Linked DNA regions of Ovis aries: region 2 is linked to region 1. A link is a contact called in public Hi-C data. All regions are on one chromosome and are shown on one strand. Each heading gives the region's core, a stretch centred on a gene start, on an enhancer-like site or on the middle of the called end of the contact. The rest is flanking DNA. Distances are from core to core; before and after follow the strand shown.

Region 1 (3,842 bases), core at 940-3,439:
ATCCCAGAGGCTTCCCCCAGAATCCAGGGGAATCCTGAGGGCCAGTGAAACAGGAGGTTTACTGAAGCCTGTACCTGTCTCCACCCCGGAGACATCAGGGCTACCTCCCAAAACCTCCTCCAGAGGAGGGCAGAGCCAGGCACTAGCTGAGGTGGAAAGCAAGGAAGACTCTCTGCTTTACCCACTCAGGAGTGCGCGTCTCATAACAGGCACAAAGCTTCATGCCAATGAAGGGGTTCGAAGGCACAAGAGCCCAGTGGAGAAGGGATCCGGCGAACAGGAGGACCCCAAGGTGCTCCACAAACAGAGACAGTTCCCACTCTGTAGGAGTGGCTGCTGGCAGTGCTGACACGTTGAGCCTACGTTCCCAGGAGCCTGAGAAGGAATAGCAAGAGAGTGGGTGGGTGAAAGGCGGCTCCAGGCAGCTCGCGACACATGCTTTGGACCAACAAGCAGAGGCCACGCTGTGGCCATTTGCAAAGCAAATCTCTAATTCCAAGGTGGTGGCCAACCTGAGCACAAACCCCCCATTCCAGCTAGTAGCAATCACGCACCTAATGCTTCATGCTCCGTTTTGAACACTAACTGCTTAATTCTTTGCCTCATTGTAACCTGTCCTTTTGCCTGGAAAATCCCATGGACGGAGGAGCCTGGTGGGCTGCAGTCCATGGCGTCGCTAAAAGTCAGACACGACTGAGCGACTTCGCTTTCATCCGCTGGAGAAGGAAATGGCAACCCACTCCAGTGTTCTTGCCTGCAGAATCCCAGGGACTGGGGAGCCTGGTGGGCTGCCGTCGATGGGGTCGCACAGAGTCGGACACGACTGAAGCGACTTAGCAGCAGTAGCAGCAGCAACCAGTCCTTAGCTAATCTGTGTTTTTCTTATTATCATTAAATTCAGATTTAAAAGAACGTTTGTTCCTTGTATTAACATGCATACAGAAGGAGCACACCATCGCGGACATGCGGGGCTTCCTGAGTTCTCGGGCAGGAGCGCAGCATCCCTAAGAGCACAGGAAGGGGGCCCGAAGGTGGACGGAGTGAGGCGAGGCAGCTAAAAACAGCAGGGCTCCAGTGATCCTGCGGAGGGAATCAACCCCCTGGACAGAAGACGGTGTCCTGGGAATCTGGGAGTCCTTGGGAACGAAGAGGAAAGAGGCTTTGCTTCTGGGATCTTGGGTCACACATCTTTTCTATCACACTTCCTATTTGAAGACTTTTAGACCCAGTATGATTTCTCTCTTTCTGAAATTCTAAGTGACAGCGCCATCGGGCAGCCCTGTGGAGGTGGGATTTACAGCTCCACGCAAAGGGGTGAGAGGGGCAGCCAAGGCCCCAGAGTGGCACTGAGCGTTCCCAGGCTCAAGACAATCAAAGGGCACAGAGTGATCGGAAGTTTATAAAAAGGAGCTGCTGTCAGGCGTCCGGCCCCCTCACAGGAGACAGGCAAGGTGAACCAGCATCTGAGGGCTCCTGTTCCCAGCTCCAGCACCATGCCAAGCGGGCGGACCACCTCCAGTCCCAGCAGAAAGGCAGGAGAGCAGAGGGAGCCCACTGGACCCCTGACCCCTGCCCCGTCGGACAGAAGTCTGGCCAGCCTACTACCCAGGCTGGGCCAGCTCCCGGGAGGCAGGACCCACCAGCATCTGCCTGGCCATGGCTTCGGCACACACAGCCGAGCCTCTGTAAATCTCCACAAACACGGCGGCCGCCTGCACACTCTTCCACGTCGGGACGGAAAAGCTGCATATGGCGCTTGGTTTTAACAGCTGAGCTTTAAAAAAGTGCAGCTTTTCATCTCACTGAACCAGCTCCCAAATTAAAGGGTGGGGGAGGGAGAAAGAGGAGGCAGGAAAAGAGAGAAGCTGGAGTGGGCAGGGGGAGCCTTCCACGCTAAATTTGATTTTATAAGGAATTTCAGACTAGTATCTGCTCCAAAGGTCCCTCTGGAAAATGAAACCACAGTCCCTGTTTGTCATCCCTAAGTTTACTAATTTCATCCTTTAAAGAATAACTTTCTTTTTTCTGCTTTTAATAAAAATGAAGGAGTCTATCAATGAAGAAATCACTCACAGGCCTTAGATTGGGTTAACAATTTTTAAGCAAATTTGTAAATGGGATTATTGTTTTCCAAAGTTCCGCTTAGCGAAGAGATTAGTGGCCACAATGCCCAGGGGGCGTCCCCTGGTCCTTTTAATTCCCTGCCTGGAGGTGGAAGGTGCTGGGAGAGGAATGGGAGGGAGAAGCCTGATACAGGGCAGTTTTCCTGGAATCGCCTGGAAACTTTTACTTTCTGTTTCCTCTGCTGATAATGACTGTCTTCGCTCTGCAGCCAGACCCCCTCTCCTCTCCCAGCCCCCTGTTGCTGCCTGCCATCCCCAAGCTCCAGTATAAAGTTTGGCTTTTGCAGCAGGAAGCAGCTGGGCCAAGCAACCAGCGAATGATAATGACCTCAGAAATCTGCTGTTCGCTCGGCAACAATAGGGTGCTCAGTCTACTGGAAAATTGTGTTCATCAGCTAACTCTGCTCAGTTACTAATTGACATTGCCAAATATTTTAAGAACAATTGGAATGCACAAGCAAAAAAAAAAAAAATTTGAAGATCTTAATCCTCAGACTTAAATTTTTTTTTTTCTTTTTTTCCCTTCTTTCGAGTGCCCAGATTTGTTTGTGTGGAGCAGGCAGTGGTTATCATGAATGGGGGCAGGGAGGAGGAGCCACATGAGAAAAAGAGGTGGAAAAGAAAGAAAATCTATCATATCACTATACACCCGATGTAAATGCAGGGGAGCCCTGGATAAAGGCCTTTGACGCTGTGGTCAATGGGCCAGCACAGGATGGAGACCCAGCATTTCAGGAATGCGGCTCAGGCAACAAAAGAAGAGCCCGCAAGGCTTCCAGCCCAGCTGATCAAATAATCCTTGTCCATCACAAAATATCATACCAGAAGTAGTAGGGGTTAACAGTATTTTTATCTTTGCATCTCTTCCTGCCTGGCTTTCCATTGATCACGTAACTTAGCCGACTTTATTTAATGAACAGAGGGTCAACGCATTCAATTACCCCTTTCCCACCATCAACACTTCAATTAGCCCCTCTCCAAAATTATGGGGAATGCAGAAGGTAACTGCCCTGTTGGATATAATGAACAGTATCGTTTCTTAGTACATTAAGTTTTAATTATTCTGAGCGTGATTTCCAAAGCAAAATCTAAAGAAACAGAACTTTGGTTGTCTTCTGACTCAGGCTAAGGCTAGAATCGGAGCGCAGCCTTAGATGAGATTTTAGGGAAAGATACAGAGATTAATGTCGTCGGAGAGTCTGCACGCGAGCCAGAAATGAGGGAGCATCAAAACACCCGCCCCGCTTTCTAAATGTCATAAAAGAGTAAAATTTTTAAGCCGCTGCTTTCCAAACAGTTTCCCTTTGCACTGTACACGGAGGCAGAAATGACATCTACTATGGGGTGAAATTAGTGGTAAGACAAATCAGCAACAACAACTACAAATAAAACAAAGGGGAAAGATGGGGAAGTGATCTGTGTGACTAGTTTTGTCCATTTTCTGTTAGAAAATATGACCTCTCAATTTGTCAAAGGTCCTAGTTTTCGCAGTTGATCTTAAGCTTGGTTCTCAGCAGTTTGGAGAGCCAAAGAACAAACACATTTTCTGGTTCACTGGAATCATTTTCACATGTTCACTGATTCAAACATTCTTTTGCTCACATAACAAACAGCTGCATCCCACATTAGCCTAGCCAGTGACAGTCGCCCATCTCGGCAATAACTGTTTGATTGCAAACTTGACCCCGTCTTCGTCTCGGTCTGAGCAAGACATTTTTA
Region 2 (3,914 bases), core at 506-3,005, 190 kb before region 1:
GACTCCATTACGTGTCTAACAGACAGAAGCAAATAATTTCTGGTCAGTTGATGTTCACTTATCCGTATCATTTTGCCCTGAAAATAAAGTCTCTAATCCACAATTCCTTTGTCTTAGTTTCTTTTTTCTTTTCTTTTTTTTTAAATTTTGGTTAAGATTATTAAAGAAAGTACACTTAAATAATTTAGATTAAACCAGCACAAACGAACGATTCAAACATCAGAGCACATGGACAAATCAAATATTTATAATAGGGGAGGCGTACAACAGGACAGCCCTTCTAAATGACTCCAACATTTGCCCCAGCCCTAGGTCTAGGGGGCTAGGATGACTCCTGAGCCTGAAAAGAACAAATGTCTGTCCTTCAAGTCCATTGTCTTTCTGTGGCCAAAAGGAGGCTGTTATCTGTTCTCTTCCCCTTTCCACTTTGTCACATAACTTTGAGGATGTTTGGAAATTTTTCAGGAGGATCCATCTCACTGTTGCAAAAAAAAATGCTGTTTTGATAAATATCAAGTGATGAATAATTTTGCCCAAAGGGAAAAAAATGGTTAATATTGAATCTTAATGTTCCTCATCTCAATGCTTTCTTCTTCCTGCTAAAAACAAGTTTAGGATTAAAGCGTATCAGTTTACGCATATCGCATGCATATTAGTGAGACACAGCTGTGTATGTCCCCCTCTTAAGAGCCATATGATTAAGTTATGGGATATCATATAATCCAAACCCTTTTCCTATTGGTCACCTTTCACAGACAAAAGCTTTTTAGTTTTAGGTCTATTAAATGACAGAATGTCCGATTCTGTAAATGTGCAAGTAATTATTATGAAGCACCTGTGTCTCTTGTTTTCACTTACAAAGTCCATCTATAAATTGCTTTGGGAAAGGCACTCAGAAGCAGACACAAGATGGCGCACCCCATCGGGGGGCTCACTGAGGCGGGTGGACCAAGGTTCTGGGTCCCTGGTCTCAGGGTCTTGATGAATGATAGAATTACAGGCACAGGCCATCCCATCCCACAACCCCAAGGCAAAGGGACAGTGGCCCATTTCGATGGAGACATACTTGTAGGGGTGAAAAAGAAATCCCAAAGCTCCAGGGGGGCCTGCCCACCTACTTTTCATTGCTGCATCTGAGCAGGATCCTCAACTAGTCTGCACCATGCAATCAGTTTTTTAAAAAGACTTTTGAACTAAAAAAAAAAAAAAAAAAAAAAAAACAGTATAAACGATCTTCATTTTTCCCCAAAGTAACATGCTACTTGACTCAATTAAATGCAGTTTTTAAAAACTGGCTCGAGTGTGTGTGTATACACAGCCTTTATTAAGCTTTTAAAATTTCAAATCCCTCTGTGTGTGCAAATTACCATCATTTGCATGATGAAGGATACGGGGCACGGGCTGTGTGCCTTTTGACATAAAAAATGTCAGAGGACTATTGATGTCACACACCTACTTTGTTGAAATTTTTGACTGATGTTGTTTCTGCAACTTGACTCGAGCTGGTAGCCTGCCCTGGAGGGCACGGACCTCACACCTCTCCTCCCCCTGCCCAGCGGGCCCCACGATAGCCATCAGCGCCAGGTTCTTTGGTATTATGTAGGTCGAGCGGCCCTCGGGTTTACAGAAGGATTTGGCCTTTTGATTTGGTGTAGAATTTACAACCTGAGAGCGATGTTTCAGCGTGCAGATCTGGGTTGTATGTGCTGGAAAAGGAAACGAGGTCAAGCTAGGAGAGGATAGTGCATCTAAAGAGGCTTCCCCAGTCCTCACGGCAGGGATGTGAAACCCCTCCCTGTGGCCACCCCTTCACAGCGGCACCTGCTGTTGCCAGCGTCTGAAAGTCACTGGGTGTGCACCCTCCACGGGCAGCCCTTTAGTCTGTGTCCTGGGAACGGAGGTCTAGAAGGAAGCAGATTCATGAGGTGAGTCCACAATACAGCCTGAGACTGGAGGAGCCACGAGAGACAGAAGCGCATCCATCAGGCGCAGGGGAACCAGCAGCACAGCTTGGGATGGGGGAAAGGAAAACACCCAGGCTGAAGCCGACTCCGGAGGAGAGGTTTGCAAAATGACCCTTGGGAAACTTTACAACCCCCTGAAAGCTGCTGTGGGAGCCACATTCCTTTTGTACCGGTTGTCGGGGCGGGGAGAGGCCTCAAGATATCACCCTTCCCCTAGAAGAGCTGAGGGCATCAAGAACAGTTTAACTACCAAAGGGTCAGCACTTCCTGCCCCAAATTAAAAGTCAGTGATGCTATCACCCCTAGGGAAGGGAAATATTGACTTCTAAATTGGGGGGCTTAGCAAGGTAGTGCTGGATCTGAGTCTGCAATGCTTTTTTAAAGATGTAAGGAGATGCAGAGCATAGTATATTGAAATGAGGGGTGACAACTGCTAAGGAAAATTTAAAAAAAATAGAAGGCTTGCCTCCATGTCCGTAAAGGGAAGGAGAGAGCAGATGCCAGTAACAGACAAGCATTTCCCAAGGAGAGGAAAACATTTCCGAAGGAAATAGGCATCCTAGCAGAACAGGTGAGAAAGAAATTAGAGTGTCTGAAGACTGATAACTCCGGGACCAGATGGGAACCATCTTAGAATTTGTGCAAGTGGAGGTGAGGAGACGGGGGAACGATTAGCAAATACCTTTTAAAAATACCCTGGGAAACGGGAGAAGCAGCAGTGGACGAGAGCCCTTATGCAACACCTATATTTAATAACGGCTCTGAGGGAGATCTAGGAAATTAAACACCAGTAAGCTTGACTTGAGCGGTGGGGAAGATATTGGAAACACTAATCAGGGACAAAATAGGGAAAGTTATGATTTAATTAAAGATATTCAGCATGGATTCACAAAAGGGAGATCATACGTAACAAAACTAATAGAATATTTTGAAAAAGTAACAAAAAGGAATTGAAGAGGGAAACCAGGGGTATAATTTACTGGGACTTTAAGAAAGCTTTTGATGCACTGCCTCACAAAAGGCTAATCTCCAGCGGTGGGGAGTTTGGGTATGAGTGTGGTGGGGGGTGGAGAATGAATGAAGAATTGTCTGGACCGAGGGTACTTGTGAGCATTACCATGAAGAGATTAGGAGAAAGGGAGGAGACTGACTGCTGGAATTTCCCGAGATCTGAATTTTTTTTAATTACTTTTTTTAACATAGTGCATCAGCAGGCTTGCTTAGGAAATGTGTCAAAATGTAATGAATTTCTCCCGCAGGTGTGGGGTTGGGGGGCAGGTGCCAGTTCATGCTACAAGGACAATAGTGTTGGGAAGGATTTGCTAACGTTTGGTGAAGACTTGACTATTCCTAAATACCATGGGACTATTTGTGACCAAGGGGGCAGGCATAGCCACTAATCGCCCTGCAAATAATGAACACGAATAAAGAAGGAGGCTATGATATGACTAAGGAGACAAAGCCCAGTGACCTGGACGGCTCAGCACTAGTGCCCTCTGATGCCCACTCCCATACCCTCACATGCGAGCATGCACACACCTCCACTCACCAGAGCGCACGCATCCACACCCGCACTCACACATTACACGTTGTTGTTTAGTTGCTAAGTTGAGTCCGACTCTTTGCGAACCGATGGACTATAGCCTGACAGGCTCCTCTGTCCATGAGCTTTCCCAGGCAAGAATAAAGTGGTTTGCCATTTCCTTCTTCAGGGGAATCCTCATGGGGACACTCTAACATACCCCGTGCCTTGCAAAGATGCCCACATTCACACAGCACATACCTACACACACCTTCACAAACACACTACAGGTACACACACAGTTGAGAACATGCGTGCACATGCTCACACATAGCCTGAGACTGTTCTGCACAAGTAGGTGGAAATGGCAGGTGTAAAAAGAAGAACTTAACTACTTTCTACTGGAAAATATTGGGAGGCACTTTGGG

The links. A called contact is a pair of places that touch in the nucleus more often than the background predicts.
Region 2: a contact with region 1 is called in a Hi-C map of hypothalamus, with 3 times the contacts expected there. The contact joins two enhancer-like sites. A contact is called at or near these places in 2 of 16 Hi-C or Micro-C datasets (blood and hypothalamus).

What each region holds. Positions count from the first base shown.
Region 1 is chr14:40,464,643-40,468,484 of ARS-UI_Ramb_v3.0, reverse strand. All of the region lies in intron 4 of ZNF536 (zinc finger protein 536), which reads right to left. Among named protein-coding and RNA genes, the nearest start is that of ZNF536, 210 kb to the right of the region's middle. Within about 2 kb of position 2,189, at least 9 of the 54 cell types and tissues checked have an H3K27ac peak or open chromatin away from gene starts, as enhancers often do. A contact at or near this core is called in hypothalamus, where this site is marked.
Region 2 is chr14:40,649,467-40,653,380 of ARS-UI_Ramb_v3.0, reverse strand. The region is part of intron 7 of ZNF536 (zinc finger protein 536); the gene reads right to left. Among named protein-coding and RNA genes, the nearest start is that of ZNF536, 390 kb to the right of the region's middle. Within about 2 kb of position 1,755, at least 5 of the 54 cell types and tissues checked have an H3K27ac peak or open chromatin away from gene starts, as enhancers often do. A contact at or near this core is called in hypothalamus, where this site is marked.